Linked DNA regions of Mus musculus: all the other regions are linked to region 1. A link is a contact called in public HiChIP or PLAC-seq and promoter capture Hi-C data. All regions are on one chromosome and are shown on one strand. Each heading gives the region's core, a stretch centred on a gene start, on an enhancer-like site or on the middle of the called end of the contact. The rest is flanking DNA. Distances are from core to core; before and after follow the strand shown. Region 1 holds the start of Chd3 (chromodomain helicase DNA binding protein 3). Region 2 holds the start of Sat2 (spermidine/spermine N1-acetyl transferase 2). Region 3 holds the start of Atp1b2 (ATPase, Na+/K+ transporting, beta 2 polypeptide). Region 4 holds the start of Alox8 (arachidonate 8-lipoxygenase). Region 5 overlaps Dnah2 (dynein, axonemal, heavy chain 2).

The links. Promoter capture Hi-C pulls out the DNA fragments that hold promoters and counts their contacts. HiChIP or PLAC-seq counts read pairs in DNA pulled down with a chosen protein or histone mark.
Region 2: a promoter capture Hi-C map of second pharyngeal arch cranial neural crest shows a contact between it and region 1. The contact joins the promoter of Sat2 here to the promoter of Chd3 in region 1. A contact is called at or near these places in 13 of 39 promoter capture datasets (the C10 cell line, the HPC-7 cell line, cranial neural crest and 8 more), 1 of 484 Hi-C or Micro-C datasets (embryonic stem cells), 3 of 115 datasets of contacts at active chromatin or transcription factors (the SCID.adh cell line, bone marrow-derived macrophages and large pre-B cells) and 2 of 9 other capture datasets (adipose tissue and pancreatic islet).
Region 3: a contact with region 1 is called in a promoter capture Hi-C map of stem cell-derived epiblast-like cells, with 6 times the contacts expected there. The contact joins the promoter of Atp1b2 here to the promoter of Chd3 in region 1. A contact is called at or near these places in 12 of 39 promoter capture datasets (the HPC-7 cell line, cranial neural crest, embryonic stem cells and 8 more), 1 of 484 Hi-C or Micro-C datasets (embryonic stem cells), 4 of 115 datasets of contacts at active chromatin or transcription factors (bone marrow-derived macrophages, craniofacial prominence, large pre-B cells and 1 more) and 2 of 9 other capture datasets (adipose tissue and pancreatic islet).
Region 4: an H3K4me3 HiChIP or PLAC-seq map of bone marrow-derived macrophages shows a contact between it and region 1, with 2.7 times the contacts expected there. The contact joins the promoter of Alox8 here to the promoter of Chd3 in region 1. A contact is called at or near these places in 20 of 39 promoter capture datasets (the 3T3-L1 cell line, 3T3-L1-derived adipocytes, the HPC-7 cell line and 11 more), 107 of 484 Hi-C or Micro-C datasets (the AML12 cell line, the AtT-20 cell line, B cells and 56 more), 11 of 115 datasets of contacts at active chromatin or transcription factors (astrocytes, bone marrow-derived dendritic cells, bone marrow-derived macrophages and 7 more) and 5 of 9 other capture datasets (adipose tissue, embryonic stem cells, liver and 2 more).
Region 5: an H3K4me3 HiChIP or PLAC-seq map of embryonic forebrain shows a contact between it and region 1, with 2.4 times the contacts expected there. The contact joins the enhancer-like site here to the promoter of Chd3 in region 1. A contact is called at or near these places in 17 of 39 promoter capture datasets (3T3-L1-derived adipocytes, the C10 cell line, HPC-7-derived erythroid cells and 12 more), 3 of 484 Hi-C or Micro-C datasets (the G1E-ER4 cell line and embryonic stem cells), 14 of 115 datasets of contacts at active chromatin or transcription factors (the SCID.adh cell line, acute myeloid leukemia, astrocytes and 9 more) and 3 of 9 other capture datasets (adipose tissue, liver and pancreatic islet).

Annotation. Positions count from the first base shown.
Region 1 is chr11:69,367,428-69,372,400 of GRCm38.p6, reverse strand. Chd3 (chromodomain helicase DNA binding protein 3) reads left to right here and starts at 2,975. Exons shown (of 40, transcript NM_146019.4): 1 at 2,975-3,265. The coding sequence starts at 3,010. Gm32483 (a long non-coding RNA gene) reads right to left here and starts at 3,411. Exons shown (of 2, transcript XR_003949707.1): 1 at 3,323-3,411; 2 at 1-1,663.
Region 2 is chr11:69,619,333-69,624,305 of GRCm38.p6, reverse strand. Sat2 (spermidine/spermine N1-acetyl transferase 2) reads right to left here and starts at 2,254. Exons shown (of 6, transcript NM_026991.3): 1 at 1,974-2,254; 2 at 1,762-1,813; 3 at 1,516-1,599; 4 at 1,345-1,446; 5 at 1,154-1,194; 6 at 428-815. The coding sequence starts at 2,039. The coding sequence ends at 648.
Region 3 is chr11:69,603,536-69,608,508 of GRCm38.p6, reverse strand. It overlaps Atp1b2 (ATPase, Na+/K+ transporting, beta 2 polypeptide), which reads left to right and starts at 2,549. Exons shown (of 7, transcript NM_013415.6): 1 at 2,549-3,248; 2 at 4,956-4,973. The coding sequence starts at 3,137.
Region 4 is chr11:69,195,265-69,200,237 of GRCm38.p6, reverse strand. Alox8 (arachidonate 8-lipoxygenase) reads left to right here and starts at 2,395. Exons shown (of 14, transcript NM_009661.4): 1 at 2,395-2,575; 2 at 2,663-2,885; 3 at 3,132-3,213. The coding sequence starts at 2,429.
Region 5 is chr11:69,524,951-69,529,923 of GRCm38.p6, reverse strand. It overlaps Dnah2 (dynein, axonemal, heavy chain 2), which reads left to right. Exons shown (of 86, transcript NM_001081330.1): 4 at 371-541. Among named protein-coding and RNA genes, the nearest start is that of Dnah2, 22 kb to the left of the region's middle. Within about 2 kb of position 2,658, at least 80 of the 459 cell types and tissues checked have an H3K27ac peak or open chromatin away from gene starts, as enhancers often do. A contact at or near this core is called in embryonic forebrain, forebrain, hippocampal neurons and 1 more, where this site is marked.

The DNA.
Region 1 (4,973 bases), core at 1,726-4,225:
AGCTAAAAGAAGTCAAAGAAAGCCAAGGAAGTCAGCGGAGACACGCGGAACGGAAACAAGTACAGGGTCAAGATGAGAGGCCAACCATGATGGGAAACTGTGGCAAGTCCTGGAAGGTAGACAAACCAAGAGGTTCAGGCTATAAAAGTGACAGAGACAGGCAGGCGGGGAGACAGATGGCTAGGGAGAGAGAGTGGTGGGCAAACAGCCAGAGAAGCAGACAGACAACCAGAGAGAGAAAAAAGCTGCCAGCCAGTGAGGGAGGAGCAGACAGGCAGGCAGGCATCATAACAGAAGCAAGCAGGTAGAGAGGCAGGCAGGAGCGAGGTGAGAAGACACATCAAGAGGTCACAGGAAAAGCGGGAGCAGATGCAGACAGGCTGGGGGCGGTGTGGGGGGAGATGGAAAGTGTGGGAGAGGGAGCTGGGCAGATTAACAGGTGCTCTGTTAGAGACAAGGATTACAGGCCTGCACAGGGAGGCGACCGACCACCATCAGCCACCTACACCTGCAGACTGTGACACGTGTGGCCGGCAGGCAGAGGTGCCTGGCACAGGAGAGGACACAAGAGACTGTTGCCACATGCTGTGCAATGTGGCGCGCACACAAGTGGAGACACTCTTAGTGTCAGGATGATGCACGTTCGCATCCTCGGGCCAGGAAGAGGGGGAGCCAGGCACACTCAAGAAGAGCCATCCGTATTCACAGACGGGAAGGGAGAAAGTGAACAGAGGACAGAGATGTCCGTCACTTAGAAATGATGAGGCCCTTGGGGTCAAAGGTGTCAGCAAAAGTGTCACGGAGGGGTTGAGTGCACTTACAGAGGAGCCCACACATAGAAAGAGGGGGTACCCATCCAGACTGGCAGTGAAATCGAGAGAGGACAGAACCAAATAATATGGGTGCATAGGCAAGATAATTCCACAGTTAAAAAGAAAGACAGACAGACAGAAACCAATGCTTAACCAACTAAAGTGTAGTGGGGGTGGGGTGGGGGACTGGACCATCAAGAAGAAACATCTTAGCATTGTAAACAATATTCTGGAGACTATTCCTTTGTTACAAGTCCTTCCCTGGCTGTTGCCCACCTTCCCCTCAGGGTCCCCATGAATGCTGGGAGCCTCAGGGGGCAGTGGAGAAATGGTTTCCCCAGGCCATGGATGGGGAGCAACAAAGACAGATCAAAAGAATGGGAGGAAACTGGAGGGAAGAAAAGAGCCAAGAACAAAAAAGAAGGTGGAGCCAGGCTATCTGCCCTTCTTGCTTGGCTTCTTGGCAAGTTTTATTCCAGTAGAGCCGGCTCTGTCAATTCTCTGTAGGAAAAACTTACTTCTGGGCTCCAGCTCAGCTGCTCATCTGATCCCTGCTACAACTTTAAGATAAACACTGGGATCCAGTCTGAAAGGACAGGTCAGCCGGTTCAGTGAAAAGGCCTGAGTGTTCGCCCTACCTCGTTCCTCTCTTCTCAGTTGCTTTCCTCTCCCCGTGCCTCAGTTTCTTCTACTTTATCAGTGTCGAAGGTCATGGAGGAAGAGGCGTTCGATGACACAGGAGAAAAGAATTTCACAATCTTCAGATCCGACCCTCTCCTCTTTCTCCTAAAAATCTGACCTAGTCACCACCAAATTAATTTCTCAAGTCAGACGATTTTACAAGCAAGCCACTGGAGGAGAGGAAGGGAAAGAGTAGAGATAAAATTGACAACATTCACAGAACACTGAGGGCTGGGCAAAGGAGAGAATCAAACATGGACTCCTTGGAAAAAAAACTCAATCATCTATTCATATCTCTCCCCCCAAAGTCACTAGGATTTCTGTCACTTTTTTTTTAAGGAGAAAAAAAAAAAAAGCCAGTACCATTTCTCATTTAAAAGCTACGTACACAATTAAATGCATTTTGACTTCAATGAGGTATGTAGAGAGTTATATATAAACATATATTTCATCTTTTTCCTTTTCAATGCCTGAAGGAAAAAAAAAAAAAACCTTCACATCAAACCACTCCCTTCTGAAGTATTCAGAAAAAAAAAAAAAAAGCTTTTCTTTAGAGAAGGGAGGTGGGGGGAGGAAGAAGACTAGTAAAGAAAAGAAAAATTCAATCTAGTTGGACTAGTATCTAACTAGTTAACCTTTAACAATTTATGCTGATGTCAGACTGAGCATGAGTACTGATTAATACCCCCCCAAATATTTTTATAAGGGGGGGAGTTAAGTCACAGCAGCCATTTTTGTTTTATGCAGAAATCCTTCATGCCCCCCAACACACACACACACACACACACACACACACACTCTCTCTCTCTCTCTCTCTCTCTCTCTCTCTCAATACACAAGGAAAATGTATTAATCTGTGCACTAATCAGTTATGAAAAAAGGGAGAAATTTGTGGGTTTCTGAGTAGAAGCTTGGAGATTGGATGTAACAGGGAGAATGGGGGTGTATGAAAAATGAAATATTAAGCCAGCCATTTTGTTTTAAAAGGGGATTTTACCCCCCTCTCTCTTTCTTTATAGAGGGGGGTGGCAGTGCTGGAGGGGGGGTTGTTTTAAAAATAATTTCAAGGCGGCCATCTTAGTGCCTCAGCTCTGAGAAATATTTCTGAGCGCCCCCCTCAGAATTTAAATATATTTAAAGCAACCGAGGGGGGTAGAGAGAAGTCGAAAACTTTTATATACATATATATAATTTTTTTTTTTTAAACGATCTCCCTTTCTTGTTCTCTTGGGAGGAAAGACAGAAGGGGGAAAAAGTCCTTAAATTTTTCCAAGAACATTTTTGGGGGTGGTGCGGCCCCCCTCCTCAGACGCCGGCCCCGGGGGTGGGTGTTCTGGAGGGGGGTGGCCCGGGGGTTTGGGGGGCTGGGGGAGGCGGTGAGGAGGAGGAGGAGGAGGACGCCGCCGCCGAGGAGGAGGAGGAGGAGGAGGAGGAGGAGGAGGAGGTGGTGGTGGTAGCGGTGGGGGAGGCGGGCGGGCGGTGGGTGGGGGGGTGGTGGGGGGGCCAGAGCCACAGGATGGCTTCCCCTCTGAGGGACGAGGAGGAGGAGGAGGAGGAGATGGTGGTGTCGGAGGAGGAAGAAGAGGAGGAAGAAGAGGGCGACGAGGAGGAGGAGGAGGTGGAGGCGGCCGACGAGGACGATGAGGAGGAGGACGAAGAGGGAGTACTCGGGCGCGGGCCGGGCCACGACCGGAGCCGCGACCGCCACAGCCCCCCCAGCTGCCACCTCTTCCCGCCGCCGCCGCCGCCGCTGCCGCCGCCCCCGCCACCAGGTAAGCGTCCGTCCGACTCCCCGGGGCCCGAGCGGAGCCGCGGGGCCCGGCACCTACGGTTCGGCCGAGCCGAGGAGAGTCCCGGGCGCCTGGCGGGTCTAGACGGGCCCGGCAGTCCGGGCGGCGGCGGCCTTGGGGCCAGGCCTCCTCCCCTCCCCCGCCGCACCCCTCCTCCGCCGCTACCGCGGCCGCCGCCACCGCCGCCGCCGCCGCCGCCGCCGCGCCCGGGCTGGAGAGCGCAGGGAGCGAGCTGCGCGCGCGGACCGGGCCACTTGGTCGCGGCTTTCGGGGGAGGAGATTTATTTTTTTCACCCTCGGCGGGGAGGGGGTAGGCAGGAAACGGCCGTAGCGAAGCCAGGGCCCCCCTCCCAGGCCGAGCGAGGGACCGCGGAGACCCCGGCGACCGGACGGCGGCGTGGGGGGAGGGGCGCGTGGGGGAGGGGCGGCCGCGTGAGCGCCCCTTGGGCCGGGCCCCGGTGGGGTCGGACTGAAGCCGAGTGGGTTCGGGGTGTGGAGCTGACTGCCACCCGACGCCCTCCGCTGGGGACTTGGGCAAGCAGAGGTGGGACAGTGGCCCGCGGACCAGCCCCTCCACCTGCAGGGACTTCGGTGCCCGCCAACTTAGGGGTGTGCGGTGGCACGCGTGGGAGGGGGCGTGCGAATGTTTGTAGCGGCTGATGACCAGAGGCAGGTGGTGGCCACACTCCACGCAGACCACTTCCTGGAGTAAGACTTGGACATACCGTCCACTCCCCCCTAGCTGGCCGCCGAGGTCTCGGGTCACCTCAGATTTGAAGAGAGACAGGAGAATGTCTGGGGAGCCAGATGCCCCCGGCCCCACCCTCGTCATCTCTGCCCCGGGCTCTTTTGTGTCAAGTGCAGCCCCCATCCCCCCCTCGTGACCCCGTCAGTCTGGGGTGGCCGAACTGCCCAGCTGTGACTCTCACGTGGCTGCCATTCACTGTCACTCTCTTGATGAAACCACCCACACACCCTGACCACGTTGGGGGGCGTGAACTGCCCACCCAGCTGCTCTGTCCTGACCATCATCACTCAGCACCCTTCTCCGAGATGACAAGTCACCTGCCACTGGCGTAGGACGTCCAGCTGTGCTTGGGACAGACCCTTCTCTGGATCAGTGGCGCAACTCTCAGACCACCCTCCAAGTGGAGAGTGATTTCTAGCTTCTTTAGGATAGGTGTCGCCAACCTCTGATTGGGGACATCCACACCCCCAAGTCTCTGGCGGCAGAGCAGCACACACACACCAAACTTTAAAACGTTATTTGTAAAACTGTCTTACTGACCACTGTGACTTTTTGTCGCACGTGTTGAGACAGCTTTTCCGGGGGTGGGGGGTGTTAAAAATAATGTGTTTAATGCGTATTGGGTAAAGCCTCACCCCTAACCTCGTCAGGTTTACCTGTAAAAGAGGAAAAGTTTAGAAAAAAGTTATTCCAGCGAGCCCTCAGGATTCCCTTGGAGTGGGGGAAGAATTAAAGATCCTGAGGAGAGAGAGGGCTGCCCGCAGGGCTGCCTGCGGCAAGGTGTGAAAAAGAGGGGAGAGGGGCTTGTCAGGTGAGTTAGGGCGTCGGTAACTCTCGCCTAACTGTTCTGAACTCCGGATCTGGTTTTGATCCCCGGCACTGGATGCCTGTAAGAGAGGAGAATGAACGAGCCTAAGGTCGAGATGGGTCTTTGTGTGGCGT
Region 2 (4,973 bases), core at 1,005-3,504, 250 kb before region 1:
TTTTTTTAATTTTTTTTTTTAATGAAACAAGTCTCACTTTCCCTGGTGGGCCCCCAAACCCCTGAGCTGGAGGTTTTTATACTCCCGGCTCCCCAGTACCATGCATCATACCTACCTAGTAGAGGTTGATTAGTCAAGGGGAGGCAATTGCTCCTTCCCAGTGTCCCTTGAAATGCTGACGGCAGCGCACAGTCTGCGGCCTTTATCGCATTAGTCCTAAAATATCTTTGGGTTCCAAAGATGAATGACAAGCTTGATATACCATTGCTTATTCCCTCTTGTTCTTTTTTTTTTTTTTTTTTTTTTTCTAACAGGCTAGAGGCAAGACTAGGGTGCCCAGAGTCCTTGAGGCCTCCATGACCCCTGCCTCTTTGGCTGTCCCAGCCCTCATCAGAACAATGTTCAAATAGAAGGGCTTCAAAATGGCTGCAGCATCACATCCTCTACCCATGAGGGCAAAGCAAGTATTTTATTTGTGGTTCCTAATAAGGCTTCTCCCTCTTCCACTCTTTCTGTACTTCAGGAGTCTGCACCCTGGGAGGCCTCTGGGTGAGCGAGCGTCTGTCTGGGTCAGTGCCTATGGTTATGGTCTTAGGAAAACTTGATATGGTGATCCCAAAGAAGAGGCAGGAGAGAGAGGGCGTAAGTCAGCGTCCTGCCAACTCCCTCATTGCCTCGCCTTCAAATCGAAAGGAGAGCCAGCCTTCCGATTCAGTCAGATCTTGAGCCCCTAGAAATTTGTACAAGTTCACGGCCTTCTTGTTCCAATCCAGAACTGCCAGGCGGAACTGGGAGCAACCCTTATTCAGGGCAACCTGTAGAAGACATACGCTTACTGCACAGGGCTCAAAAACTAATGGCTGGCACACACCTTTAATCCCAGCACCTTTAATTCCTGCAGAGGCAGGCAGACCTCTGAGTTGGAGGCCAGCCTGGTCTACAGAGCAAGTTCTAGGACAATCAGGACTACACAGAGAAACCCTGTCTTGAACAACAAACAATAAAAAGAAAAATCTTTCTCATCCCCCTCATTCAACCTCGACACTCCCACTTACGTGACTGATTGATTGATTGATTGATTGATGGTTTGGCTGACTGGCTGGCTTTCGTTTGGGGGCGGTAACTAGTTTGTAAGCCCCACCCCTTTGCTCACCTCAGCCACCTTTTTGATTATTTTGGTACCAATCCCTTGACCTATAGTGGAGAAAGGGACAGGAAGGACTATTATTTGAGTTGAAAGGGTATCAAAGGAAACTATAATCTGAGGTTGGGGTAATGGGATAGGTCTGAGGACTGTTCATTGGGTCTGTGGGCATTCTGTCCATCCTTAGCCCCAGCCAGTACCCCGATATTGCGGCATCACATAGATGTCTTCCAGATAAACGTTTCGTCCGGTCCATGTGCTATAGATGAAGTAGTACAGCCCATAGCCCACCACAAGGGACCCTGAAAATGAGAGAGAAGAGTGAGGCTTTTGGGAGGAAAAACACGGAGGATAACTGCAGGCTTCCTTACCTTGTGACTCCCCAGGTGCTGGGATAATCTCTGCCACCAAACAGTGAAAGAAAGGGTTCTCTCCAAAGCCATCTGCTCGCAGAGCTATAAAGATTGGAGGTATGACAAAAAAGGCAGAGATGGGCCGGGAAAAACCGGAACTTGGAGTAAAGCCCAGTCCAGTAGTTACGATCTTAGGACTCCATCCTTCCACCCCATCACCCGCCCCCCATCTCAATCAGGACCCAGGTGCACAGCCTCACCCACCTTCTTCACTGATCTTCACCTGATGGGACAGTTTCTCGAACTCTGCCAGTTCCTATAACAGGGGTACCAAAACAACATTAAGGCAGGAAGGTCCTGATCTCTGAGAACAGGGTCCAAAGGTGCACCCTCATTTCTGACTCCCCAACTCCAGCCAAACTGCTCCCAGCCCCCCACCCCCACCCCGCACTGTTTTTCCAAACCGCAGTCTTTACCCGGATCATCCTCATAATGTCTCCACAATCGCTCTCCCTGGCCTCTCGGATTCGCGTGGAAGCCATTCCGAGCCTCACTGTCAAAAATCAAAGATCACAGACAACTCCCACGTTTGCAGAACCGCGGAGGTCTGGTCTCAAAGCTCAGGTCTCAAAGTGCTGGGAGCGAGGGGCAGAAGAAATGCTAGAAGCTTCTAGACAAGATTCTGGCACCAACCGGTCTCAGCTGGGAGGATTAGCCGGCCTGGTGGTCTCTTCTGCCAGAAAAGGCCTTAAATTCTGAGCCCCCTCCGGGCCTCCCTGCAGCCAATCAGCTTGCTGCTTACGACCATTTCCCCACCCCCACCCCCTGGTCCCGCCTCGCCTCGCTGTCCAGTGACTGGACTCTGCGCCGGACTACTTAAGCTTCCTGTTTGTTTGTTTATTTTTTGTATTTTGTATTTTATTTATTTATTTTGGTTTTTCGAGACAGGGTTTCTCTGTGTAGCCTTGGCTATCCAGTCTGTGTCGTACATACCTCAAGCTTAAAAGTCCTCCCCTACCCTGCTTTAGTTAGAGTACACTCCAGTTAGCTGCTTTAGTTTTCACTCTTAGCCGTCTAATCACTGGGGCATCCCCGACCCTGAGGGAGCCCAAGACCCCCGACCGGTTCCTGTAGCTGTCTTTGGTAGTGGAAGCCCTGTGCTATGCCTCTGGCAGCTTTTCCTCCTTCCCTTCTTTGGTTCTAGGCATTAAATCCAGTACTCAGGACATGCTGAAAAAAGCCCTACACTTGATTCCTATAGCTGTTTTGTGGCTCATAATGGTGTCCTCAAAGGGACAGTTGTGTTTTGACGTTTCCTCATTAGGTTCTGTTAACAAATCCCTGTAATTAACAGTAACAGCAGGTCCCTTATTCTTTTTTCTCCTTTATATCTGATAGGGTTTGTTGTTGTTGTTGTTGTTTTGTGGTTTTTTTGTTTGTTTGTTTTTTGTTTTTGAGAGGCTGGCCTCGAACTCAGAAATCCACCTGCCTCTGCCTCCCAAGTGCTAGGATTAAAGGCGTGCGCCACCAAGCCAGGCCTGATAGGGTTTTCAGGGAGTGGAAGATTTTCCTGGATATGTAGCCCAGGCTAGGCTCAAATTTGCTGTGTAGCCAAGGATGATCTAGAACTACTGATTTTCCTGCCTCTACCTCCCCAGTGCTGGGATTATGTATATCACTATATCTGACTTAGCCTCAAACCTTTGATGTTCTGGGCTCAATACCCCTTTGTTCTCCAGTAGCAACTGGGGCTACAATCTTGTGCCACCGTGTCCACCTCTTTTTTTGCTTTGTTTTTGTTTTTGTTTTTTTGAGACAAAGAGTCTCACTCTAACACCCATGCTGGCCTGAAACTCATGATACAGCTGAGGCTCTCCTCAAACTCAAAGCAGCCTCTTATCTCTTACAACTTCTCCAGTGTCAAGTGTTTGGGTTGTCGGTGTGAGCACCACGCCCACTCAGCCTTGAGTTCTTATTTTATTTTCAGTGAGTGAGTGTGCTGTCTGTGCAGTTGTGCTTGCTGGTGCATGCGAATTCTCGGGGAGCAAGAAGTCTAGGTTGAATCTCTTCTTCAGTTACTCTGAGAAAGAGAGAGAGAGAGAGAGAGAGAGAGAGAGAGAAAGAGAGAGAGAGGCCTTCCACCAAGAAGCCTGGAGCTCAGCAGTCAATCCTGCTAGGCAGGCTGGCCTCTGTACCCTCTACTGCTCCATCTTCCCCAGCGCTAGGGTCAAAGGTGTGTGCCACTCAGTCCAGGTGGATTGTAGGTGTGGGCCATCCAAACTTACAGCTTCCTGTTTGCACAGCAAGCTCTCTACTCTGGAGTTCTTTCCCCAACCAAGTCTTGAACTCTGGATCTGAGCCTCAGTAGCTTTGATTACATTCCCTCCCCCCACCTCTACCCCGCTACATCTGTTTTTGTTTGTTTGTTTGTTTGTTTTTGTGTGTGTGGGTATGGAGTGTTTGTGCCTGCACTGTATATATGTCCACCACGTTTGTCTCAGGATCCCTCAGGGGATAGGAGAGGATGTCCATTCCCTAGAACTGTACTTGTGGGTTGCTATGTGGGTTCCGGAAATTGATCCCAAGTCCTCTGCAAGAGCAGCCAGCACTCTCAACTACTGAGCCACCTCTCTAAATCATCTCTCCAACTGCCTTTTATATTTTTATCTATCTATCTATCTATCTATCTATCTATCTATCTATCTATCTATCTATCTACCTACCTACCTACCTATCCATCCATCCATCCATCCATCTATCTATCTATCTTACATATGTATTGGTGTTTTGCCTGCATATCTGTCTGTGTGTGGGTGTTGGGTCCCCAGGAAGTGGAGTTATAGACAGTTGTGAGCTGAGAATTGAACCTGGGTTCTCTGCAAGAGCAGCTAGTGCTCTTAACCACTGAGCCCTCTCTCCAGCTCCATGCTTTTTTTTTTTTTTAATGTGTGTATTTCTAGGCTTAAGAAATGGTTCAGTGGTTAGAAGAAAGCAGTCAGGGGCTGGTGAGATGGCTCAGTGGGTAAGAGCACTCAACTGTTCTTCCGAAGGTCCAGAGTTCAAATCCCAGCAACCACATGGTGGCTCACAGCCATCTGTAACAAGATCTGATGCCCTCTTCTGGAGTGTCTGAAGACAGCTACAGTGTACTTACATATAATAAATAAATAAATAAATAAATAAATAAATAAATAAATAAAAGAAGAAAGCAATCATTGCTCTTCCAGACAACCTGAGTTGGGTGTTAGATTCCTTTTATAACTTTTTTTTTTCAAGGCAGGGTCTTACTATGTATCTTTGGTTGTCCTATATAGACCAGGCTGACCTCAAACTCACAGAGATGTGTCTGCTTCTGCCTCCTAAGTGCTGGGATTAAATGCCAGTGCCACTATGCCCAGCATAACTTCCTTTTTAAATATATAATTATAACTTTTTAAATTTTATTTTATGTGCATGGGTGTTTGCATATGTATCTG
Region 3 (4,973 bases), core at 1,300-3,799, 240 kb before region 1:
TCTACTCTCAAAGAGCATAGAGTCAGCTGGGCATGGTGGCGTATGCCTTTAATCCCAGCACTCGGGAGGCAGAGGCAGGCAGATTTCTTAGTTCGAGGCCAGCCTGGTCTACAGAGTGAGTTCCAGGACAGCCAGGGCTATACAGTGAAACCCTTCTCACAAAACAAAAGAAAACAAAGCATAGAGTCTAGGGTGGGGGAGGCAGTTCAGTGGTATTTGCCAGTTACATTTAGGGCCCTGGGTTTTGGGCCTCAGCACTGGGGTGGGGAAGGGGAAGTTTACAATGTAATTGCATAGGCAGAGCATACAAATAAGTTCACGTTCCATGTGCTCAAGAGGGAAACTCAGGTGCCAGCCATGATCCTTTTCTTTGCCTTATCCTGTTGTTTACTCGCCCTACTTCTGGACTAGGTCTTTAATTCATTCTCGTATCTCCATCTTCCACCTTGATGTCCTTGTTCAAGTCAGTCGCCTCTCTTACCTAGAATACTTACATGCTGTAGTGTCTCCTAACTGCCCTTGCTTCTTGTGGCCTTCACACACACACACACACACACACACACACACACACACACACAAGGGTAATATATCTTTATTTTATTCTTTGAGAATTTTTTGCACATATACAATGTATTTTAATAATATCTACTCACATTCTTCTCCAACTCCCTTGGGATGACACCCACCCAAACACACACACACACACACACACACACACACAGAAGCTTTATTTTTGTGACATGATTTCTCTATTAGCCCAGGCTGGCTTCAAACATTATCCTCACACCTTCAGTTTGGGCTACTAGCATGGATTAACATATCTGGCTCTTCTTTCTGCTGCCTCCTCCTCCTCCTCCTCCTCCTCCTCCTCCTCTTCCTCCTCCTCCTCTTCCTCCTTCTTCTTCTGAGTTAGGGTCTTGTTATGCTGTCCTGAATGACCTTGAACTCCTGACCTCAATCAATCCTTTTACCCCAGGATCCCAGGTAGCTGAGTCCAGATATGGCCAGCATGCCTGGAAGATCCATTAAACTTAATTATGTCATTTCACAATGCTAGAATTACTTCCGTGATACTTGGAGTAAAATTGGAATTACAGTCAGACATAGTCATGAACACCTATAATTTCAGCAGAGGAAGGCAACCCTGGAGCTGGATATGGTGGTACACACCTGCAATCCCAGTATTCAGGAGTGGAAACCACCTTGGCTGCTTCAGACCAGTGTCCCAGACCAGCCTCAGATAAACAGGATCCTGTCTCAAGAAAAGAAAAATAAAAACCAACCAACCAACCAACCAAACAAACAAACAAAACACATTACTAGCATCACCGAGAGTAATAAAATATCATAGTGGCATATTTTTATAAACCCAGAATGTGGGGGGCAGAGGCAGGAGCATCTCTTCAAGGCTAGCCTTGTGTACAGGATCCACATGGTAGAAGAAAAAAACCAATTCCTCTAAGTATGGACTGTGGTGTTCCTGCCACAGAAAGAAATAAAGATAATGGCCTTCTTCCTCTTCCTCTTCCTCTTCCTCTTCCTCTTCCTCTTCCTCTTCCTCTCCTTCTCCTTCTCCTTCTCCTTCTCCTTCTCCTTCGATTTATTTATTATTATATGTAAGTACACTGTAGCTGTCTTCAGACACACAAGGTCAGATCTCATTATGGATGGTTGTGAGCCACCATGTGGTTGTTGGGATTTGAACTCAGGACCTTCAGAAGAGCAGTCAGTGCTCTTAACTGCTGAGCCATCTCTCCAGCCTGCCCCTCTTCTTCTTAAGCTATTGGGCTGCAACATCACTCCAAGGGAACCCAGGTTCCAGAGCTGGGGCATCAGGTGTAGGTGCTCCAGCAAGCGTGGGCTGGAGATCAGACCTGGTGGGGAGGGGCGGCTGGAAGGCAGGACCCATGCAGACCTGGCTGTAGATCAGGGACACAGGGAAATTTTGGGGCTCAAACAAGTTTGGAAAGATGGCAGGGACCCTGGTCATGGAGAACAGGTAGGTTGGACAAAGGAGCCAGTGGAACCGAGAAGAAGGGCGTCCTGTGGTGGCTTCTATCCCTCTCTATGTTCTAGTTTCTAGGCTCTTTCTTGGTGTCTGGCGCTTGCTTTTCTTTATTCCTCTCACATTCAGCCCTCTGTTCCGGAGGCTTTCGAAGTAACTCTATCTTAGTCTCTTTTTAAATTCCCTGCCCCGGGCCCCCCACTTTTGAGTACGTATCAGCTCGTCTTTCAGTTTGAGCCTCTCAGGAGGTGTTCTCTTCTTTAGGTCTACCCAGACTCTCACCCTCTTGTCTTCTTTTCCAATCTTGTTTCAGTACTGTACCTGGGGTCTGGGGTAGGAAGAACCCGCTAGGACCAAAAAAAAAAAAAAAAAAAAAAAAAAAAAAGGCGCCAGGGGGCGGGTCCAATCCATCTTCATTTGCATATGTATGAGGTCTCCTGAGCGAGCAACGAAGAGGCGGGGTTCCTGAGGGGTGGGTGGGAAGGGGGCGGACACCCTCAGAGTCACAGACTATAAAGACTGTGCGCAGGGTTCGCGCTCCCCGCACTGCTGAGGAGCGGAGCCTCCGATTGGGGGGCCCCTATCCTTGTCTTTCCCCCACAACTGCTTGTCCCCGCCCCAGCTCCCACTGGCTGGGCCAACTGTGGTGTGGCTGTCGCCGTTTGTCGGAGGAGCCTTAATCGGCCACCTGCCGCGTTCTACAGCCTCTTTGCATCTCGGATTTCGGGGCGGCTCCCTCCCCCATCTTTCCCTGCTTCTTTGCACCCCGCTTTTTCTGCGTTTCGCTCGAATTTTGGAGCCGTCTGGTTTTGCACCCCTTTTTGTTTTGCTTCTAGGCGGTGTGTGGGGTGAAGGTGCCTCGGCATCCCTTTCCCTGGTTATCTTTCCCTGTTTTGACAGCCCCCCTTTCTATCGCAGTCGGGGGGCCTAGCCTCGGTGCACCTTCGCCGCACTGCCAGCAGACCACAGTGCGTGGCTGTGCACCCCGGAATTTGCAGCAGCTGTATATCTGACTGGAGTCTCCCTGCCTCGCTCCCGCGCGCATTTGGTGCGTGGAGGGCTTCAGCGCGCGACGCCCCGGCTTCTCCGCAGCCCCCAGCAGCGCGCCGGGACTCGCCCCGTGCCTCCAAGATGGTCATCCAGAAAGAGAAGAAGAGCTGCGGGCAGGTGGTTGAGGAGTGGAAGGAGTTCGTGTGGAACCCGCGGACGCACCAGTTCATGGGGCGCACCGGGACCAGCTGGGGTACGCGGGGCTGGCGCGGGAAAGGTGGTAGCTGACCGCTCGGCGATGCCTTTGGGGCGCAGGGTCCCGCGGGCGTCGCCCCAGCTCCCCTGCCGGGTCCCTGGCGTCCAGCCCCCACTGTCGGGCTTTGGATCGGGAGGGGCCCCGAATCAGCGGTCTAATCTCTCTGACTGGCCGCTGCGGAGGCGGAGAAAGTAGGTCACTGCCGCCTGCCCGCCCCCCGCGGAGCCCCCTCGGGCGGGGGGTCGCGGGCTCTGCGCGCGTGTCCGTGCCACGGCGCTCCCGCTCCGGCTCAGGCCCTGCGGCTGCACACGGTCATCATCCCTCTCCCCGAAGAGTGCCCTAACTCTCCCTCTGGCTCTCACTAGCTAGCCAACCTCGTTTATTTTTAGCTCTCACCCACCCCCTTGGACCCTGGGAACATTCATGAGGAGGCGGATCTGGCAGGGGGGTCTTGGGAGGGGGGGTTCTTAACAGCGGAAGTTGTTTGTCTGTATTCCACCATTGGGCGTTTGGAGTCCTCTGTGGCTGCTTTGTGGGTGGGGGGCTGCCAGGAGGGATGGTATTTTTCCAGGCTTGAGGTTTTCAGATGTCAGAGGTGGAGGGAGTAATGGTCACTGTGCTGATATGGGTACATCCTCAGGCAGGGTGTTTACATGGGACTCAGATGCCTTGGAAGAACTCTCTACCCTTACCTCATGGGTGTGCAAGGACTTAGGTAGTCAGGGGCTGCTGATGGGTACCCGGTGAGGTAAGGGTGACTGACAGTCTTGCAAGACAGTGCCAAGCTGGAGAATTGAAGCACAAGGGATTCTGTGTGACATAATTTACGACATATCCACATCGATTGGACACAGTCTTCATCAGACCACCCACCTGAGGCTTAGGGGACCATGAAAGGAGATCAATGCAGCCCTTGTCCTCAAGGAACCCAAGACCCTGTGGGATGTGAAGGATCAACGATGGATGCTTGGGCTACTCAGAAGCCTCCACAGAGGAACTGTCTTCTTAGGTAGAAAGACTGAGAGTTCAGGGAGATTGGAACAGCATGTCCTCCTCACTGGAGGCTTAGGATAGGAGTCCTGAGAGATGATGTCCAGGGAAGGCTTCTAGGAGATTCTGTCTTCTCCTTGACTCTGGCCAAGATCCTGTGTGAGTTAAAGGTGGGGGTGACTGCTGGGCCATTAGCCCCTCATTTCAGGGGCTGCTTCCTCAGGGCGAGAGACAGACAGACAGACAGACAGATCTTGCTACCTGAGTCCTCTGAGGTGATAAGAATTTGGCTGAGAGTGCTGCGCAGTTACCAGGTTGCATCCAGATCCTTGTGCTCTGAGACGGCTCTAACTTCGAGTTCCGATACGGCAGGAACAGATGCTGCCTTTTCAGGACCGTGCAGGGTTGAGAAGTTGGAAATGCATTAGCCGCAGAATGACAGTGGCCTATTCTTGGAGTTGTCACAACAACTACAGTTTAGGTCTCTTGTGGCCTCCAAAAGGTCAGACTTCACTGTGCCCCAGGAGGAGTCTGGGAGTCAGGGCTGGAGCTGGACCCTGCCTGTTTCCAGCTTGTTTCCTTTAGCTCCCAGGGGAAGGCTCTAAGATATCCTGTCGCTCCTTGGCCTATCCCCGTACACAGCTTGAGAGGAAGGAGGAAGAGAGGGGTTGGTGGAAGATGTGGGAGCTGCTGACTCTAGTTCCTCTATCCTAGCCTTCATCCTCCTCTTCT
Region 4 (4,973 bases), core at 1,146-3,645, 170 kb after region 1:
CAGGTGCTATTCTTTTGTTAAAAGGGCGTGATGAATCTGTCAATCTGCCCTCTAATTATTCTTTCATACAGCCATAGATCAATGTCAGCTTCAACCTGTCAAGGAAGTAAACTTCCTTTTGAAAGGAGTGGGAAGTGGTTTTTCCAGACAGGATCTGTGTGTGTACCCCCGGCTGTCCTGAAACTCACTGTGTAGACCAGGCTGGCCTCAAACTCACAGACTTGCTTCTGCCTCTGTCTCTGCCCCTGCCTCCCCCTCCCCCTCCCCCTCCCCATCCCCCTCCCCCTCTGCCTCCTCCTCCGCCTCCGCCTCTCCCTATGCCTATGCCTATACCTATGACTCTTGAGTGCTGGGACTAAAGGCATACACTACTACCACTAGGCCACAATAATGGCTTCTGGGAACAATTGGCCACTGTGATAGCACAGTGACCTGGCACTTAGCCATAGATGGACAGCTAAGTCACTTCTGTCCAAGACTCAGGAAACTTGGGATGCATCAGGGGACAGAAAGAGTGGAAGAGATGGGGGTAGGAATGAAGGTTGTATAGCAATTTCCTCTGACTTGAAGCAGTCCATTCTGGAGGGAAAGAGAGGTTCATGGAATTTGAGATTTAAACAATTTTCTCAGATCCTGGAGAGCTGAAACTTAGATGTACCAGGCTCTTTCCAAGGATATAAAGACAAGGACTGACCAGGAAGGAGGCTCTCTAGCATCTTTAGTTGCCTACAGTCATGCATTTAGCTCCAGGATGCCGCCTTCTGAGCTGTCACCCACACTGGGGTGGGCTCTGGTGCTGCAGCCTGTAAGTGGGCACTCCAGTAAGTAGCCCCTCACCCACCCTCCTTTAAGTTACCACAATTTGATTCAACAGATTGGACACAGTGGTATCATTACTCTGATCAGTTGGTAGTTCCCTATATGGGGTGAGTACATATCTGTTCTCATCTCCCTAGAAATGATGTGACACAACAGTGTGTGTGTGTGATATATATATAGAGAGAGGGGGTAGGGAAGAGGAGGGGAGGGGGAGGGGGAATGTGGTGGTAGGGGGTGGGGAGAACTGTGTCATTGCTACTTTGTCTATAACCAGGTCAGCCTAGCATATATTCACCATAACTCTTCTCTGGGTCATCCCACATCAGTCCCCAGGGAGTAGGACATCAAACCTAGGAGCCAACACGAAGGTTTCACCCTTTGATAGTAACAAGAAAGCTGATGTAACACACATACTGAATAATCTTGGTTGCTTCTACCTCTTTGCAAAACTTTCAAATTTTTTAGCAACTTGGAGCCTGAATCCACTGCCCTTTTCCAGCGATCTTCTCTTAGCCTAGGGCTCACACACATCCCTGTGCCATGACTTCCAGGTAGGCACCCATAGGGACCACTATACTTGGATGTCTAATGGGCACAGCAAAGAGGATTTCCCAAATCTGTTGTTTCCCTCAAGGGCAAACTCTGTCACTGTCTTCCTTCTGACATCCCTCTCACTCACTCCAGCTCTGCCTTCCCTTCTCCAGTGATCTCAGGGCCTTTGCACAGACAATTCCCCAACAGTAAAACAGCTTACCTAGACATACCACTTGAAAACATATATTTAGTATTATTCTTGATATCTTATTTGAAATTTCACATATGCACACAATGTACTTGACTATATCTACCCCATCCCCCCTACAGCTCTCCCCGACCTTCCCTCAGGTCCCTCCCAACTTCAGATCCTCCTCCTTTTAATAACACACTGAGTCCAATAATTGGTGCCCATAAACACATACCCTGGGCTCACCTCTCACCACCTCTGGGTCTCTGAGGGCCTTTCTCTCGAGCCAAACTTCTCAGGCTCTCACATCAGCAGTGACTGACATCTTCCCCAGCATTGATTATCCTCTAAACTCTAATACATGCTTAGAGCATTTGAATGTCTTTTCCCCCTTGCACTTGACCTTAGTAAACAGTCAGGCAAAGCTAGAGTATTGCCTGGACCCGCACTGGCAGCATCTAATAGTCCTGGCCAGTGATGGCTCTCAAAATCAGTTATTAAAGAAGTGAAAGCAGCCTTGTGGCGTGGGAAGAGTTAAAGGAATGGGGAAGTGGACCCTCACTCACATTTAAAGCTAAGACAGCATGTAAATAAATTTTACACTTGTACCCCACATTCCAGTTGGGTCTGGAACTCACCCTGTGGACTTCAGTCCACTTCCTGTCTCAGCGCCACCCATTGTGACTCCAGGTTTCAGTGTGTCAACCCACCTACTACTTGTCCTAAATTCTAAGGCTCTTCCTGATGGCAAGGAAGCTGAAGGGGAATTCAGTGGGTAGCGAACACATTTCCCCTTAACCTGGTCTGATGGGCGGGGCATCGCTGAGGTTAAATCACCCTGCCAGGTAGTCCAGCTTGCAGTAGAGAGCTAAACTGGTCAGGAGGATGGCGAAATGCAGGGTGAGAGTATCCACGGGGGAAGCCTGTGGGGCTGGCACATGGGACAAAGTGTCTGTCAGCATCGTGGGAACCCACGGAGAGAGCCCCTTAGTACCTCTGGACCATCTGGGCAAGGAGTTCAGCGCCGGTGCTGTGAGTTTTTGGGGAGCAGGCAATGGCGACTGTGGAGGAAGGCAGCCCAGGGGGACCATCCTCAGCATACTAAACAACCCCTCCTAGGAAGAAGACTTCGAGGTGACGCTTCCCCAGGACGTAGGCACTGTGCTGATGCTGCGAGTCCACAAAGCACCCCCGGAAGTGTCCCTCCCGCTTATGTCTTTCCGTTCTGATGCCTGGTTCTGCCGCTGGTTCGAGCTGGAGTGGCTACCTGGGGCTGCACTCCACTTCCCCTGTTATCAGTGGCTGGAAGGGGCGGGGGAGCTGGTGCTGAGAGAGGGAGCAGGTGAGGGGACTGGGGCTGCGGGAGGCACGCAGCAGTGTGTCGCAGGCTAAGCTTGGGGAGTGGAAACCAGGAAAGGGCAGAGGAGGAAGGAGGGGACTGGCAGAAGCAGGAGGTGGTGGCAATCAGCTTGCAGTGGAAGAAGTGTACCCGGGGTGAGGGGACTGGTGGGTTGACAGCAGTAGGAGGGAGAAAGTCTGAAGCCAGAGATCAAGAGAGGATCCTTTCCATCCACGCCCTCACCCGCAGCAAAGGTGTCCTGGCAAGACCATCACCCTACACTGCAGGATCAGCGCCAGAAGGAGCTTGAGTCCAGGCAGAAGATGTACAGGTGAGGAGGGAGATAGTGACCCCTGCAGGAGGACTCACTTATGGGATGGGAAGGAGCCAAATCAAGGACTAATCCCAGACACAGTAGTGTTGGCATTACTGGGCAACTGAGAGAAAAGCAGATTCGCAGGAGCTCTGACTCTGAATGTGATTGAGCAGAGAGACTGGCTTCTTTCCAAGCCTTTCTGGTGACGCTGGCACCCACTGAAGGTTGAAACCCACTGCTCTAACAACCCTGTCCTGTGGCTTATGCCTTCTCCATCTCTCTCTGTGGTTGTTATTGCTTCCGTTTCTCTTTTCTCTCACTGGTGGGGTTGTTGCTTTCTCCCGTAAATACAGGCAGAACTCCCAGCAATTAAGGGTGACCTTCAAAGCCATTCCTAGACAGTACAGAAACTCTCAGACAGGGATGCTTTCCATCTTATCAGCTCAACATAAAGAGTTAGAGCAGAGAGCTACCTACATACTGAAATTACAGTAGGTGGGAATTTCAAGGGGGTAAAGTCAGCTACTGTACTCAGGTGGACATTTTCAAAGTCACCTGGCGCTCTTAATCTTGGTTGCTTTCCAAATCCTGAGCCCCCTGCTTTTGCCCTAGGTCTCTGGAAACTGAGCAAGCACGGGCTCATTTGGTTCCTGGTGATTTGACTTTTGTCATGAAAGCCAGGACACTAAATCTCACAGTGGCAAACAGGGGAGAGGGGCAGATGTTGAAATCTACATCCTCCATGATGCAGGGCCAGTTTAGATCCTAACAAAAAGTGCTGGAAGGTCTTGGGTAAATCACTTACTCTCTTTGATTGATGTTTTTTTTTTTCTTCTGGTTGTTTGTTTGTTCTTTAGAGAGGAAAGAGTTTATTTCATCTTATATCTGAGAGAACATTATAATTGGTATTCGGGACAGGAAATTAAACATGAACTTGGAGGCAGGCACTGAAGAAGAAGTCGTGAAGGAATAGAATTACTGTCTTGTGCAGACTGATTTCTTATTCCAGCTGCTCAGGGATGGCACTTGCAATGTAATCATCAGTCAAGAAAACACTCAATGGTCTTTTGCCTATTAGTCAATCTGATGGAGACATTTTCTCAACTGAAGGGTCCTTTTTCAGTTTGACTCCTGTTAGAGTATATTTGATTTAAAAAAAAAAAAGAAAAGAAAAGAAAAAGGAAAAGAAAGAAAAAAGAAAAGAAGGAAGGAAGGAAGGAAGGAAGGAAGAAAGGAAGGAAGGAAGGGAGGAAAGAAGGAAAGAAGGAAGGAAGACTTTCTCAAAGAATCGGCTCCTGGTTTTGTTGATTCCTTATATAGTTCTTTTTGTTTCTACTTGGTTGATTTCAGCCCCGAGTTTGGTTATTTCCTGTCGTCTACTCCTCTTGGGTGTATTTACTTCTTTTTATTCTAGAGCTTTCAGGTGTGTTGCTAAGCTGCTAGTGTATGCTGTCTCCAGTTTCTTTTTGGAGGCACTCAGAGCTATGAGTTTTGATCTTAACACTGCCTTCATTGTGCCCCATAAGTTTGGGTATGCTGTGCCTTCATTTTCATTAAATTCTAAAAAGTCTTTAATTTCTTCCTTGTCCAAGTTATCATTGAGTAGGTAGGGCATTGTTCAGTTTCCATGTGTATGTGGGCTTTCTGTTGTTTTTAATGTTACTGAAGACCAGCCTTAGTCCGGGGTGATCTGATAGGATGCATATGATTATTTCAATCTTCTAGTATCTGTTGAGACCTGTTTTGTGACCAATTATATGGTACATTTTGGAGAA
Region 5 (4,973 bases), core at 1,409-3,908, 160 kb before region 1:
AGCTTCCTAGGCAATGGGCTGTGGACCTTGTGCCCTACCCACCCCATCCTCGCGCCCAGATCTTGCTTGTTTCCTTCATTCACCTTCCCTTTGAGGTTGAGAATAGCAGAGAATGCGTTTTCATAGCCACAGGCAGAAGAAATATTTTGGGGAAGATAATGGCGCACCGCTCCCCCCTGTGACACATTCTGTTTTCATTCTCCGAGGCAGGGGAGTCTGTTGCTCCTTCCCTTAAAAGCTAGAAGAAGCCTGCCATTCCGTCTTCCCAGCCTTCTGGCACCTCATCTCCCAAGTCAACCCTTATAGCCGTGGACGGGAGGACCACCCATCCTCACAGCTCTGACACACCCTGTCTCTCTGTTCTCCGCAGAAGCCCTTCTTCCTCTCACGAACGATGTTGACCGGACTGGCAGATGCCACGTGGACGGGGGAGCACGACATGGTTCTGGAGCACTTTGTCCAGGATCCTGCGGTGCCTGCCCTCACCATCTTCATTGACCCCGTCTTTGGGTTGAAGCTGGAGCTGGGCATGCCTGTGCAGGTGGGTACCCCACTTTCCAGGCTCTGTGGAGCTGCTGCATATCACCCTCATCCGGAGTCACGCTCCCTCTGTGCCCCACGGCTCGTGGAACCCCACTCTTAACCTTTGAGACATCTCTCCAGCCCTGATTCAAACTTGCAGTGCAGCTAGTGATATCAGTTACTCGGTAGGATACCTATCTAGCACAAAGGAAAACCTGCAGTTGGTTGGTCCCTAGCCTTAAATAATTTGGGAGTAACAGTCCAAGCCTTTAAATCTAAGTATTTGGGAGCTAGAGGCAGAAGGATCAGAAGATCAAGGATTTCCTTGGCTTTACTGCAAGTCCCAGGCTGGCCTGGGCATATGAGACCCTGTCCCAAAAACCACTATTTTAAAATAATATATATCTAAGCCGGGAGGTGATGATACACACCTTTTATCCCAGCACTCGGGAGGCAGAAGGCAGGTGGATCTCTATGAGTTTGAAGCCAGTCTGGGCTACAGAGTGAGGTCCAGGACAGCCAGGGCTACACAGAGAAACCCTGTCTCAAAAAAAAAAAAAAAACAAAAAACCAAAAAACCAAAAAAACAAACCCCCAACCCCTATATATATATATATATATATATCAACAGTAATGATGAAGAAAGTAATAAAGGAGATTCATAGACATAAGAATCCTTTATTAAACTATAGTAATTAAAACAGTTAATACTAGGGCAGGAGTATAAATGATGAATAGCAGCATTAAAGGAATGTATAAAAATAGATATGAGTGGGTTGGAAAGATGGCTCAGAGGTTAAGAGCACTGACTGCTCTTCCAGAGGGCCTGAGTTCAATTCCCAGCAACCACATGGTGGCTCATAACCATCTGCAGTGGGATTTGATGCCCTCTTCTGGTGTGTCTGAAGACAGCGACAGTGTACTCACATACATATAATAAATAAAATCTTGAGAGAGAGAGAGAGAGAGAGAGAGAGAGAGAGAGAGAGAGACAGATCCATTTAACTTGCTACAACAGTAGATGAGAGATTTTACTGTATTCTCCAGGTTAGGGTGGCTAGTTTAAACTTCCTTTAAAAAATGACTACGCACAGTAGCTTAGTGGAACCTTCAGGAGGCCCTGCACTCAATCCCCAGCACAGAAAGGGAAAAAAAGAGTCATGTCTCTCGGCATTCTGATTTTAGACTCCAAGGAGTGTCTCCTCCTGCCATGCCCACGCCTTTCTCCACTGTGATGCTCTGTGCCCTGTCACACCGTTAGCCAAAATAAACCCTTCTTCACTGGGGCAGGGGTAGAGGTGGGAGTGGGGGAGTCCATAACCTAGTATCTGATAAAAGGGGCAAAGAGTGAGACCTGGGACATGAAGGCAGCTCACAGCCCAGGATCCACAGAACACAGGGAAAAGGCATAATCAAATCTAGTGAATTTCACAAACAGGTGTGAACCCTAAACTGTGCTGAAGCTCCAAGTTCCTTCTCTTCCCGCACTTGGTTGGGGGAAAACCTTGGAGCATTCCAAACATCCCCCAAGAGGTTTGTCATTTAACAAAGATTTGCTATTGCCTTAAATTAGCCTTAACCACGTGCCCCTCCTCACACAAGTCTCTCAGGCTACAGAAAAGAGAATAACATAAAATACCTAATCCTTTCACTTTACCTTCAAGAGGCAAAATAAACTGGCCTCTCCCAGTGGGGCATCAAGAAGTCGCCCACAGTGTGCTAGAGCCAAAAGAGTGAATTGACAAAGCTGCTCAGGCATGAGCAAAATGGGGCGAAATTGCATGGCAACGGCGGGCACATTATACCAAGGACAAAGGGAAGAAAAAAAAAAAAAAGAACAAAGCGCGTATACAGGAGGGAGATCTAACCCAAGGAAGGAGGCTCCTCACAACAGCCACGGTGCAACTCGATACCAACATGAATTCAGTCTCTACGAGATGATAAAAGGTGGAAGGAGATGAAAGGGGGAGGTGGGGCACGGATCTTAGGGAACGAATAAGGCAGCGTGCTACAAAACCAGATGAGAAATGGCGGGGAACTGAATAGCTGTGGTTGAAAATCCGTCACCGACTGAGCGCAAGGCTGAGGCAGCCGCCGTTCATGAGAAAGAAAAGGCCGGACACATTAATGCAATTAGGGAGACGCGAATAGACACGAGGGATGGGCACAGCCCAGCTGCAGGAGTAGACAGCCGTCACAGTGTGGATTTAGAGAGAACATACAAAGAATTTTCCTGAGATGCACAAGGAACGGCGTCTGGGAGTGAGAAGGCTGCGCTGTTGCTGCTTACCGACGGCCTCTCACGTTAATGTCAGCGTGCATTTTAGTTTCAGCACTGAAATGTAAGGATGCCAGTTCTGGGGAACATTATGGCGTTCCACCGAGAACATTTAGCTTCAACCTAATAACAAGCATTTAGATAAATCCAAATTAAGGGACATTTGAAAAACATCTGGCTTGATTCTTAGAGTGATTGATAGTACAACGTAAAAGAGAAAGCCCGACATGATGGTACATGCTTGTAATCCTGTCACCTGAGAGGCTAAAACAGGAGGACACACACACACACACACACACACACACACACACACACACACACAGAGGATAGCAAAGGATAGGAGTTGTTGAAATGAAAGGAGGTTGTAGGAAACAGAGGCAGGAAGGAGTATTAGGAGTTCCAGGCCAGCCTGAGTATGAAACTCTGTCTATACCCCACCAAAAAAACCTAAACAAACAAACAAACAAACAAAAATGCACCTCAAACACCACACACTCACACACTCACTCACACACACACACTCACTCACACACACACACTCACTCACACACACTCACACACACACACTCACTCATTCACACACACACACACACACACACACACACTCACACACTCTCTCTCTCTCACACACACACACACAGAGGCTAGGCATGGTGGTACATACCTTTAATTTCAGCATTAGGGAGATAGAGGTGGAAGGATTCTGTGAGTTGAAAGCCATCCTAATTTATGTAGCAGTGTATTCTAGACCAGGGCTTACATAGTGAGACCCTGTTTCAGAAGAGAAACAGCAGCAACAACAAAATAAGACGATGGATAGCCCTGGGCGGGATATGGATGGGGAGGAAGAGATCCAGCTATACGTGACATCATTTGGACAACTGGAGGAAGTTAAATGTGGACATATATTGTATTAGATAAATTTTTCTATCACCATAATTACAGTAATTTTAGAAGATACAGGCCAAGCATTAAGGGTGTGGCATCTGGATGCCTGCAGCTCACAAAGGCTCAGGTATAAAGAGGGGACAGACAGATGGAGCATTGACATTGAATCCAGGAGGCAAGGATATTTTGTTAACTTTATTTTTCTTGAAAATTTTCTACGAGTTGGAGTTTTTTGAAAATAAAAATTGAAAGAGCCGGGGGTGGTGGCCCAGGTCTGCAGTCGCAGCTGCTAGAAAGCAGAGGCAGAATTTCTGCAATCGTGAGTTCACAGCTGAGACTCAAAAAAAAAAAAAAAAAAAAAAAAGGAAGAAAGAAAGAAAGAAAGAAAAAAAATCGAACATGCGTACATGCACACAACTGAGGGCCGGAATATGGTTCAGTAGGTCATGGTATTTTCTACACAAGCCTAATAATCAGGGTCTGTTCCCCGAATTCTCGGTGGAAGGAGAGAAATGGCTCCCCAAAGATGCCCTCATCTCTACATGTGTGCCCTGACAAAACATGCATATACTTGCGTTCTCTCTTTCTCTCTCTTTCTTTCTTTCTCTCTCTCTCTCTCTCTCGTGCACATGTGCACACACACAGACACACACACATTATCCTCATCACCATCTCCATGATCATCACAATATAAAATAAATAGAAAGTTGGGTAGCAATGTGCTTTCATAGTAGAGCTTATACTTAGCATCTGTGAAGTTAAGGAATCCGTTCCCAGCATGGGAAAAACAACAACCACAACCACAACAACCACAACAGCAAGGGATCATTCTGAGGTGTCCCTGGGTGAGAGACATTTATTTGGAGCTTAACAATCCTCATAGCAACTTCAGATTCTTCTTATTCTATTAAATTCAAACAAAAATTAGATGCAAAACCTTTAAAAAAGGGATTCTCCGTTATCTCTATGTGTGTGTTGGTCAAACATTTTCATCTCTGACAAATACCGGAGCAAACTCTTTTTTTTTTTTTTTGGCTTTGTCTTCTAAGTGAGAAAAGCTACAGACTTGTGAACGTGGGCTACAGCAGCACTCAGCCCAGGTGAAAATGAATGGTAAATGCCAGTCAGGGGAAAGGGTACGCAGACTGAAACTTGGTGTGAGGTGCACACCTGTAACCTTGCCCCAGAGGGACAGGCAGCGGATCTCAGTTCAAGGTTACCCTCAGCCATGTAGTAAGTTCTAGGACAGTTTGAGACCCTGAAAATAAAAAATAAAAAACTGAAA